Regions from separate parts of the Triticum aestivum genome. Here region 2 is linked to region 1. The links are chromatin contacts, called in public Hi-C maps. All regions are on one chromosome and are shown on one strand. The core of a region is the stretch at or near the end of the contact, and the rest is flanking DNA. Distances in the headings are between cores, read along the strand shown. Region 1 holds the start of LOC123060774 (RNA-binding protein pno1). Region 2 holds the start of LOC123058162 (dolabradiene monooxygenase).

Region 1 (6,421 bases), core at 2,429-4,928:
CAACGGCGGGGCGGGCGAGGCGCGCGGGGAGCGAGACCTAAGCGGAGCGACCGGCTGTGGTTTTTCGACATACATCGTGAAAGATCGTCACCACAATAATTCATTCCTAGTTACCTATAAAGCATTAATTATTTCCTTGTAAATAATATTTGTAGTAACATTTGTTGGAACACCCTTGGCATCTTCAATCAGGATTTTTAAACCTTGTCATGACGTCACTCGCGAGACAGTAACATATAGTTGCCCATGAGAGAACACTGGGTTTGGGAGATAAACACACAATTTAGAAAGTGTTTGTCCTTCACTTCTATTTTTTCATCAAAAATTCTTCTACTGAATTCCCATGTATTGCAAGTAGTAACAGAGAGGAGTATATACCTTTTTCCTTCTGCAAAAAGTAAACACACTTCATATTGCCAAACAGTTTGCCTCCAATATCATATCTTCCCCAAAGGGTTCCAATGCTAAAGACATAACGAATGGTTACACAGATTAAACATATCAATTGGAATTGAGATTTGTGGTGTCAAATAAAACAGTTGGAGAACTCATCAAACGACCAAGAAACAATTTCTCTGGTACCACATGATGCACACCACTTTACAAAATCTACAAACCTAAATTGCAATAAATATATATAGCAACAAAACTAAGAAAAATATAGTGGAAGACTAAGATAATTCTTTTCTCAATAGTTTCTACAGATAAGCTGAAATTTTAATTGTAATTTGAGGAACTAAAATCATGGTCTATGCGTGGCTGAGTAGAATGTTGCCCAGTTAACGATTTCTAAGCCCAAGGAATAAGAATCAGAAAATAGGTATTAGAACAGAGTACCAGTAGGTACCTTCGCTGTAGCAGAGATTACATGGTGTTGCCGGAAGGGATGCATATCACATCTTCTGCATCTTGTCCAAACATTTGCATATACCAAATATGTAAATCCTTCTATAAACTTCATGTAGCAGATACTACAGGGATAACATACTGCAGCAGGAGATGCAGACCAAACCCTTTATGGCTCTCCACTGCCCATGTGCTGCAGTTAAATTGTCCGATCTTGAGACAGTAATAATACATAGCTATCATAAGGATAACCATATGTAGACTACATGTTTACCTTCTCCAAAGTCTGATCCTAAGGGTAACTTATACTGACTGTGACGACATAAGTGCGACGGATTGGTTATAGGTGTCGCTGTAGTGTAAAGGACCATTGGAGGCAGGAGATTGAGGCCCTGTTCGGAGAACCTCCACTCCACAACTCCTGAAATTTCCCGGAGTTGGTGGAGTTGCAGTTGAAAACTGCGAAGCAGCTATTTCCTAACTCCACAACTCCTGAAATTTCGTGGAGCTGGTGAAATTCCGAACAGGCCTTGAGAACTGTTATCCAGCTCAAACTCTGCAGAAGCACCGTAGCGCACGCACAGGATGGTAATCCAAGATTGGATTAACAAAGCACCAAAGAAAGAAACTATGGCGTCCAAAGAAACATAGCCAAGCTAAGATGGATTTACATGGCAATAAAGTACTGCACCAATGCTATATGTTTTGGGTGAGCCTCCTGTGAGAAGGGCTCGCCATACTGCTCAAGAGCAATGCAGAACTTTCTGTAGGATTCACAACCATTATTGTGGTCAATTTGTAAGGGTAAATCGACCAAATTTGACAATTCAAGATTCTAGGTTAACTTGATCATTCTCCACATCCATAGCCATGTTATAGAGTATAAAATACACACACTGAAGAAAAAGAGACAACACAAGTTACACAACAGTATTTGGCATATATAAATAGTAGTCGAAGCAAACATATAGTAACGTGTATCAGAACAGCATTTTCTCAAGAAAAAGCCGAGAACAGAACACAAGGAATATCACCACAGATCTCTCGGCACTTCGAAGTTGTTCTTCGTATCAAGACAATGCATAGCACAGTGACACAAATCAGCGGATACAACACCTTACAAGGCCAAAACTGCAGCTATATAATGTGACCCAGACTCAACTAATACCTTTCTGCCAACCTAGCAGATACAGCCCTAAGCTTAGAATAGACCTTGCCGGCAGGAGAACCTAAGATAAGACTACAGAGTGAATCCCTGGCAACCTTGATGTTAACAAAGGATCCGAGTATGTGGATCTTCGTATCAGCGATAACTATGCGAGTCCTGGTAGAGTTCTCGATGGCATACTTGGTCTTGCCTCCTTTCCCTGATAGGCGCCCAATGGCACGCGACAGATGCTCCCCTCTGAGTGTCTTCACATCCTTGATCTCGAAGGAGTCCACATACAGGTCATCAAGACGAAGCAAGGCAACAGCATCGGCAATGTCAAATCCAAGCATAAAAGCATGCACGAAGTCCGCGCACTTCTGAAGGTTGCTCACATCTGGTGTATCATGCCTTGTCTTCAGCTCGACCCTTTTTGCCTGTAAAAAACAAAACAGACTAATGAAATTGCTGCAAAGGAGACAGAAAAATGCTTAACATTCAGATATCTGACAAGTTCTGCCTCAATAATAAGCACCGGAAGAACTCCCTGCAGACCCAAAAACCATGAGAGAAACACCAGCCACAAGGCAAACCAATTGACTCACGTGTATCTGTATTCTTCTAGAACACTATGCTTTCCCACAAAAATAAGAACACCACTAAGCTAATTAATCAGGTCAAGTGCTCAGTTGGTGGCAATAATACGAATCAGTAGCTTCATCATGATGAACTGAAATAAATATGTATATGCAAATAATCAGGATAGCCAGCAGACGTTTACTTGCTTCAAGACATACTGCTAGCGTTTATCCAATTGATCGAATTCATGAAGAATCCTCTAATCAAAGCTAATCGATCAGATTCAATACATACTGCTAAAACACTGAACAATCAAGTTCGAAAAATAGTCTATTTTATCACCATGGCTATCATGACTACCTCCCATTTTTTCAGGTCAAGTGCACAGGGAATTAAAATACTGAACACTGAAGTTTGAAAACAGAACATGTTTTATCCTGATAAAAGTGCTAGTACAGTGAACTGAAGGAACATGACATACATCACGTGTCTTTTTGACCCGAATGTCTAACCACAGGTGCTTTAAGCTAGTGCGGATTTTCCCCATGATATACAAGTGCTTGAACCAAACCGTACAGGATATAAGATCATCAACAGACCAACAAATTTCTCCATAATTACTCACCGAACGGCGTGCTTTAAATGACAGGGAGAGAACGAACACAGGTCACACGACTTCCCCTAACTATTAGGACGCTGCAACGACAGACTAGAAAACTGAGCCGGGTCACCAACCTTGAGGTTCATGCGGATGTCGACCTTCATGTGCTCGTAGACGGGGGTGTAGATCTCCAGCCACGCCTTCTTCAGCGGCGCGAAGCGGTGCGGCGGCACCTGGACCTTGCGGTACTGTGGCCTCCCGCCGCTCATCTCGCTTGGCATCAGCGCGTCGAACCGCGGCTTCTCCACGCCGCCGGCCGCGTCCACCGCCATCGCGCCAGAGGAGGATCCTCCTCCCGCGGCAGCGGCCGGGGCTCTGTCGACTTCCATCGGGCTACGGCTGATGCGGCTGCGGCGGGGGTGCGATGGCGCCGGGTAGGAGGCTGCGGCGGGGGTGGGATGGCGCCGGGTGGGAGGCTGCTAGGGTTTTGGGACCGAGAGGAGTGAAAACTTCGGAACGGAGAGGCTTATATTGGGCTGTGGAAGGAGTTTGGGCCAGCACAAGACGATGGACTGTTCCTTCCCCTGTGCGACATGGGCCTGGCCCAGCGAGCACAGTCAGAGCTAGCGACAGAAAACTCACGCATGTTTTTTGTTTTTTTGTCGGTCTGTTTACTTTTAAGTTGAAAAAAAATACGAATTAAAAAATTGTTAATGAACTAAAAAAATGTTCAGGACTAAAAAATTGTTCGCAGATTTGAAAAAAAGTTCATGAGTTGAAAAATTATTCACGGATTTGACAAAAAAGTTCGGGAATTCAAAAACATGCTGATGATGTGCACATTTGAAGCTTTCGTAATTGGGATGTGTCAAGCCTTTCTGGCATTGGACTTTTTGGGTGATATGCATGATGGGATAATTCGATGCGCTCCTCGCAAAAAAAAAAAGAAGAAGGATAATTCGTTGCCGCAAATGTCTGGAGTCATTAGCATTTTCTGTGGTCCGTTGATCCACACACAATGTCACAGTGGAAATTTACTCCTGTATAGATCAAGAAGCCACAGTGGAAATTTACTCCATGTGTACAAAGATCCACTTCTTTAGTTCACGTTTCCGAGTCTTGCTTTCTTTCTATACAACAATATGTATAAATCTACAAGAACAGGGACATACATATCCTGAACTTTACACTGATGAACCATGAGTTCATAAGGATCATAACTACTACATCCATGTACAAGAGACGACCAAAGCCTGTCGACTTACTCGACTCTTTCCGTGCTCTGGTTACTTCAGACACATGTTCTTACAAGACAGCTTCACATACTAGCTTACAGTAAGTGGAATGCCCACATAACAAATGCTATTTACCCTTTTCTTAAACTGATGAGGGCTCGGTTAGCTTATCCTTAAATGGTAAGGCGGCTGATGATGATCCTATTTGCGTGTAATTACGCGTCTGGGATCACCTTTGCCTCCTTCGCAACATATGTCATTGGATGATAGAATCCCAGTAGTGAAAAAAGAATTGTCTGGTTTGGCGACTCCAGGGATTATGTGCCAGGGAAAGGTCCGCCTGAACTGGAAAGCATTATGAATGCACAGACGACCGAGAGTGAGAAAACAGAAACCCATGTATTCTCTGTGTACATCTCCATGGCATCTGTGAAGGAGAAGCGTGTTCGACTTTCAGCCCAATTGCGAATTCTATCAGCCATATACTGCTCTCCCCTGCAATCAGTAAACAACCGGTCAGAATTTGCAAGAGATAAATCGACAGAATGGAGGGGTGTTATATTATAGAAAGAAGCAGGCTACCTCTTCATCAAACCATCGGCCTCGGCGAACCCATGCAGTAACCAAGGCAAGCAAGATTCTTGGTGGTGTCAAGTAGTTTACTGCCTTTCCACTTCCTTTCACAACTCGCATTCTTGGGACCAATGTCCTTGCTACTGTTTCTGGAAGCTCGCATATTATATTGAACATCTGTTTATTTTGGAGAGATGAACCACTGCAAAGAATAGACTGTAGGTTAACAACATGAGAGCGGCATGTATATACTACCTCTGTTCCTAAATATAAGTCTTTGTAGAGATTCCACTATGGACCACATACGGATGTATATAGATGCATTTTAGAGTGTAGATTCACTCGTTTTGCTTCGTATGTAGTCCACAGTGGAATCTCTACAAAGACTTATATTTAGGAATGGAGTACTATATATAAGGAGAGAGTTGCAGAGTACAGAATGAACTTTCTTTTCTTGCGCCAGTCGAATCCTGGCATCTGAAGAAGTCAAGTAACTTAAGAGGTTACCTTAGAAGGAGATCTGTAAGGACCATTCCAGGAGACGCGGTGTGCACTCCAACTTTTGATCTTCTGCTTTCCTTCATAAGCGATGCTTGGAACTGCCTTAGTCCACACTTAGTTGAGCCATAACTGTAAAATTGCAAATCAGCATCAGATTTAGTTTCATTGTAAAAGCAGGAGCATCAAATACAATGCATCATCAAGTTTTAGACAACGAGAAAAGCAAGATACATCATCTCTACAATGTAAGTGTTAAATAAATGCGTAGCAGATAATTCGAGAGAGAATTCCTTATTTAACACTGTGTCTAAATTTTATGCCCTATTTGACATTGACAAATAATTTCTTCCCTATCTAACAACGAGTCTAAATTTTATGCCTTTTATAACACTTCTGTCCATTTTGAGCCTAAATAACACCTGAAAAGACCCTTTTGCCCTCTTATAGTATGTTTGTGCGCGCATGTGTGTGCTGTTGCATCTGTGTGCGTGCGCACATGTGTGTGCTACTGTGTGTGTGTGCGTGTGTGTTTTTGCTACTTTGTGTGTACGTGTGTGTATTTGCTACTACTGCGTGTGTGTACGTGTGTGTGCGCGCGTTGTTGCGTGCCTATGTGCTGCATGCGTCCCTGCTGCTACGTGTGCTGCTGGGTGTCTCTGTGTGTGTGTGTTGCCTGTGAGTGAGTGTGCTACGTGTGTGTGTGGTGTTGTGTGTGTGTGTGCGCGTGTCTGTTGCTGCTTGTGTATGTGCTGCTTTTTTGCAGGTTTGTGTATGTGCTGCTGTGTGTGCTACTGCCCTCTCTCACTGATGCTGCGTGTGTGTTACTGCCTCGCACACACACATAACACATGAGGGGCAAAAGGGTCTTTTTAGGTGTCATTTATGCTTAAAATGGATGAGAGTGTTATAAAAGGCATAAAATTTAGATTCGTTGTTAGA
Region 2 (6,188 bases), core at 1,252-3,751, 300 kb before region 1:
AGGATAGGGCGCAGCAGGAGGTCGGCCTTCCGCCGCACAGTGATGCCTAACACCTCGGCCATATCTAACTCATCCTGTGGTGGACCCTCCCAGTCAAAGTGGAATAGTAGACTCGCCAGGGCGAGCTCAATGTTGCCGAGGCCAAACGCTATCCCCGGGCACATCCTCCGGCCAGCGCCAAATGGAAGAAATGAGAAGTCGGTACCCATAAAGTCATCTGTGCCTGCCTTGCCTAGGAAGCGCTCAGGGCGGAACATCTCCGGCTCATCTGGCCAGTAGCGCTCGTCACGGCCCAACGCCCAGGCATTGATCAGCACCTGTGTTCCCCGCGGCACGTCGTACCCGAGCACTTGGCATGACTCCCGACACTCTCGTGGGATGAGTAGCGGCAAGGGCGTGTGCAACCTCAACGTTTCCCGGATGACTAGGTGCATGTACGGTAGTTCCCCGAGGGCATGCTCCGCTACGGTGCCGTGAGCCTCAAATGTTCGCCGGACCTCGGCCGTCACCTTCTGCATCACCATTGGGTTCCTGATCAACTCTGCGATCGCCCAGCCCAATGTCGTCGACGCTGTCTCACTGCCGCCGGCGAACACGTCCTGCGCTCATGCAAAACATTGTGAAGTGAGTTTTGAGATTGAGATACACTTTCCATTTTCTAATAAAGTTTTTGCCAAGTTGTAATCCACAAGTATTTCTTAAGTCTCAACCGATGCTATTTCAAAAAAAAAAAAGTCTCAACCGATGCAGAATACTATAACTTTAGTTACTAAAATCTAGAAAAGCCCAAGCTGCATTTTTTTGTACAGTAATTGCACTTTTCTTCACCGACTAAGACATAAGAACATTCGGTTGTTGAGAGATAGACGTAAGAAAATGAGGAGAAGACTATTATGCTTGTATATAAAATGATAGTATTAATAAAATAAATAATGGTAGTATTAAGAAAATTAATCCAGGATGAAAATATCGTTTACTCTCAAACTTAATTGTAACAATATACTCCCTTCGTTTCTAAATATAGGTTTTTTAGAAATTTTAATGCGGACTAAATAGGATACATCCGTACGTAGTTGTTATTGAAATCTCTAGAAAGACTTATATTTAGGATCGGAGAGAGTACATTCTTCTCAACTTAATTATGCGGTGGTGCTTTATTGTCGATCGGTAACTAGATGCAAGGAAATGAAAATCTTTTTCTGATGCTTTTCTGTCCTTTTAAAGTAATACTACCTCCGTTTCAGTTTACAAGTCCTACGCGTATACGTAGGTTGCCAATTATATCACCTTAATATAAATTATATAACACAAAAATTATACAGTTTGAAAATAAAACATCTGAAGTTTATATTGATATATTTTTTGTAATATATGACTTGTATTAGGTTGGTCAAATTGACGACCTAGGGGCACGCGCACGTCCTGTAAACTGAGAGAGAGGTAATACTCGTATATATTGAGACATAATTAAGAAAATCTAAATCAATTGAGACATACTTCTACTAGCAAAACCCAGTTAATAAGTGTGGAGTGGTACTTACGAAGATGACGGATTTGACGGCGTCCATGTCCAGTGGGAACTGGAGACTGCCCTCATTCTCCTTTTGTATGCTTAGCAGCACGTGGAGCAAGTCCTCGTTCTCGCCTCCTCCTCCACCTTCCATTTTCTCCCGGATGATGTTGTCGAGGATGCCGTTCCCGACATGGCAGAAATCCTTGGCGCGGCGCAGGGTCCCACTGAGCCAACCCACCAGCCGGGACGACGGCCACAGGTCCGGGGGGTTGAACCCCGACGCGAACTTGGCACCGCGGTCGAGCGAGCGGAGGAACTCGTCGCGTTCCTTGAACCGGTCGCCCATGACAGAGCGGACCGTGATGTCGGTGACTAGCGCGGAGATGCGCCTGCTTAGCTCCACGGGGCGTCTGGCCGCCGCGGCCTGGGCGACGTCGCGGAGCATGGCGGCGACCTCCTCCTCCCTGATGGCGCGGAAAGACAGGACGCGCCGCGCCGAGAGGAGCTTCGAGACGACGATCTTCTTGATCTCACGCCAGTAGTCGCCATAGGGCGCGAACGCAATGCCCCGCCCGCCGTTGGTGAGCACGCGCATGGTGGCGTTCAGGGGCCGCGTCGCGAACGCCACATCGTGGGTCTTCATCACCTCGCGGGCGCCCTCCCGGGACGACACCACTAGCGTGGGCACCTCGCCGAGCCAGAGCAGCATAACCGGCCCGTGGCGCCGTGCCAGGTTTCGCATCGCGCGGTGGGGCAGCTGCCCGGCGAGGTGGTGCAGGCTGCCGAGCACCGGCAGCTGCCATGGCCCCGGTGGCTCGTTCCCTGCCGAGAGCCTCCGCCTGCGCCCTGAAAGAAGCACAATACATAAGGACACGAGAGCTAGGCCGAGGTAGACGACCTCCATTTGCATCATGTAGTACATGGCAGCTCTGCTTCTAATCAAGGAAGCTAGACATGTAAGATGGAGCAATTTGCTTGCTCCGTTTGTTTTATTGAGCGCGCCGAGTCAGTCAAGATCGATCTGAGATCAGTTTGTTGCAGCTAACTACTCCTGCTATATTAATTATATAAACTACTATTATTAACTCCGGCTGAGATCAACAATTGTTTACGGCGGCTGCTAATCCCGCGCGTGGATCAGCCGGGTCGACAGCCGTTTGATGCTCCCCTAGCATCTCCACTTGGCACTCCCAACAACCCCCGGCTCTTTTTTTTAGAGTTTTCTTTATTTAACACTGTCTTAAAATTTATTGCCCTATTTAACATCGAAAAACTTTTTCTTCCTTATTTAACACCGAGTCTAAATTTTATGCCATTTATAACATTTTTGTCCATTTTAAGCCATAACGATGTTAAATGACACATGAAAAGACCTATTTGCCCTTCATGCGATATTTGACCAAAATTTTATATGTATGTGTGTATGCGGCTGACTCGTTTTGCGTTGGCCTTGGTCCCAATCTCGACCTCGACACTGATGGCGTTATAGCCGAGTGTTTTCCAGCATACAGGCACACGAAGCTAGCTCGAATACTTTCCGAGGGTTCCGTCGAGACGTAGACGACACGTACACACCAAGAAACAAGTAGGCAGGCAAGTGGATCGATTCTAGTTGGACATGTACTGCTAATACGTAATAGATGAAGTTAGTTAGCAGCCGATCTCTCGCTTGATCATTTCTGCGTTCGCTGGCTAGCTAATCAAGCTAGCAATACCCGTAAAAAAGCAAGTTAGGGATACTATCTCGGCTACAACACGAACACACACGATGCGATTGATGGCCACGGGACCATGTCGGTCCTTTTTATATTCCTTTTTCAATCTCAACTCACAGCTGTTACAAAAGGACTGGGCATATGCACATATATACTAGGCTACACCTAGCAATAGTTGTGTAAGGCGTGTACAAGCACTGGCTTTTCACAAAAAATTACAAGCACCGACTACGATTTTAACATACTGACTTTGTTGTATACTATCGATCCAGTATGTAGTGTACCATGTACTATTGATGTACACCGGCTACCCTGCTGACCTGAAGCTAAATTACCACGTAAAATTTTGGTCACCTATCATATGAGGGGCAAATATGTCTTTTCAGATGTCATTTAATATCATTAAAGCTTAAAATGGACGAAAGTGTCATAAAGGATATAAAATTTAAAGACTGCGTTAGATAGGGAAGAAAAAGTTATTAAGTGTTAAATAGGGAAACAAAATTTAAAACAGTGTTATATAAGGAATTTTCTTTTTTTTTATGGTCGGCCGAAAAAACGGTTCAGTCACGACCAAATTTCACTGATTAGCGCAGAAATTGGTGCCGACGGACCCAGACCAAACCCGACACACTGGGGGTGCCCGGGGGCGCCGGAGAAAATGAATTTGGCACGAAAGCTGGTGGACCCGCCGAGTCAACGACACCGAGAACCTTTGTCCTCATCGCATTAGTTTCTCACGGGGAATCAATGTGAATGCCGCCGCCGGACAGCCTTCCATTAATTCACGGGCGGCGCAGTGAAGGCGCGCCGCCGCGCATCCCGCCCCCTCTCGCCACGTGTCCACACTGCTGCCGCCCACTCGCCGCTATAAAAGCTGCCCTCCCTCGCCGCTGGCCGCACACTCGCCTCCCCCACAGCCTCTCTCCTTCGCCGCAGACGCCCCTCTCTCCTTCACCGCCGACGCCTTCTCTCTCTTCCCGTCTCTATGGCCAAGCGTTTTCCCAGCGATGGTGCGGCAGCTAACGGCTTCGGCCGCCGCCACTTGCACGCGTGGGAGGCGCGCTTCCTCCACGAGGTGGACTACCCAGCGTCGCCCGACATGCGCGTGTCGGGCTCATGGAGGCTCAGCGCCGCCGGCGCCCCCGTGCCACCGCCGCGCCGAGATCGCGCGGATCCGGTCAGCGCCGCCGAAGGAAGCGCGACAGCAAGCCAGGTACGCCCCTAACAGCACCAACCTCTGGATGGCCTACTTCGAGCGTCGCCAGGCCGACCAGCTCGCGTCGACGATCGGTGCTCTGGCACAACTCGGACGGCCGCCGCCAGTGGTGGGGAGTCCCCAGGCGCACTCTCCACACGGTCCTCGAGCACATTGAGGGTGGCAAACGCGCCGCGAATGGAGTACCCGACGCCGTCCTTCTCACGCCGGAGCGGCGGCTCGTGGCTACCGAGGCGCATGGCGGGCGCGTCGTCTTCTTCCTCCAACTCTCACCTCCTCCGGTGCACCGACGCCGCTCGCGCCGTCAAGGGCGAGCCCCAAGAGACGCCGGAGCGCTGACGCAGCGGCAACCTCATCATAAACGAGGGCCGCCGCCACAAACCTTCCCCTCCTCCCCGCAGCCATCTTCGCCTAGTCAAGCCAAAGAAGGAGCCAGCGACGCCGCCAGTCGCCAAGCAGGAGCACCTCGACATGGCCGCCAACCTCGAGACCGGCCTGAAGTGGGCGCTGGACGACTACGTTCGAGAGGAGATGGAGCATCAGTGCCGCGCCCTTGAGGAGATTGCCTCTCGGCGCCGCGGCCGCGACGAGGAGGCGCCCGGGCCGTCCAACCCCGTCCGCCGTGGCTACCCTGGGCAGGGCTGCAGCAAGGACAGCGATGGTGTGCAGGATGACGGCGACTACAACGGCATGGACTACACCAACTTCAACAGGCTCCTCGACATGTAGAAGGCTCGGGGCGGCGGCGGCATAGTAGTTGTAGTTTTAGTTTAGTTTCTAAATTATATTTTAAGTTTGTACAAATATCAATGGAACGCCTAAATTTTCTTCAAATTTGTGTCATTTTGTACGAAGTTTAGCCAAATTTAGTTTTCAAAAATCGGCTTCTAGGGCCAGCTTGGGGCGGCGGTTGGAAATCCAACCGCCCCATGATGGAAAAAGCGCCGGCTGGCCCCCAGGAGACACTATTTCATTCCCTAGGGGCGCCGAACAGCTGAAATGCTCTCAGCCGTCAGATATGTTAGCAGTAGACGCGTTCCTCTCATAAAGAGCTGGCTTCGAGCATAGATGACTATCGTGCTCGATGCGTTGCTCGGAGACAGGGAGTAGATGGAGCCCACCACTACCCATCGATTCCTTCTTGTTTTTTATGCGACCGATCACTTTCTATATTCTCTTTTATGGGACACGTTCCTTTTTTTGCGGGATAATACTTGTACTACTCAACTCTCAAAGATTACAATCACGGCTGGCAATTTCGAGGAGTTCATCCGGACCCGAACCAAGCCACACAAACGGTTCAGCATTGTGATCGTCCAAAACTTGCCAGGAAGTGACTAGCATTGTTTTTTCTACGAGCAATATGTGTAATACAAGAATTACGCTCGATCAAACTATCTTTGATCTCCTTTATTAAAAAGACATATTTAGATCCATTATCATCTCCCCATCTTCACTGCTTCTAAACTGTCCGATTCAACATCAATAGGTAGATTGCTTCATTGCAAAGCGAGTAAGAGGCCCTCTCGAATGCCCAAAATCTCAGTTTCAAGCACGTCATCACAAGAAAAAAGATATCCACATGAGCTGAATATGATGTTGCCACTGTGCTCCCTAAGGATCATACCTGCTCCTGCAACTAAAGGAAATATACCCTAGAGGCAATAATAAAGTTGTTATTTTATATTTGGTTATTCATGATAAAGGTTTATTCTTCATGCTAGAATTGTATTGATAGGAA

Evidence for each region. A called contact is a pair of places that touch in the nucleus more often than the background predicts.
Region 2: a contact with region 1 is called in a Hi-C map of leaf, with 6 times the contacts expected there. The contact joins the promoter of LOC123058162 here to the promoter of LOC123060774 in region 1. A contact is called at or near these places in 3 of 5 Hi-C or Micro-C datasets (leaf and an unstated tissue) and 1 of 1 datasets of contacts at active chromatin or transcription factors (leaf).

The regions. Positions count from the first base shown.
Region 1 is chr3A:154,059,290-154,065,710 of IWGSC CS RefSeq v2.1, reverse strand. LOC123060774 (RNA-binding protein pno1) reads right to left here and starts at 3,678. Exons shown (of 2, transcript XM_044483607.1): 1 at 3,308-3,678; 2 at 1,767-2,430. The coding sequence starts at 3,562. The coding sequence ends at 2,008. It also overlaps the pseudogene LOC123060773.
Region 2 is chr3A:154,355,975-154,362,162 of IWGSC CS RefSeq v2.1, reverse strand. LOC123058162 (dolabradiene monooxygenase) reads right to left here and starts at 2,501. Exons shown (of 2, transcript XM_044480978.1): 1 at 1,542-2,501; 2 at 1-599. The coding sequence starts at 2,435.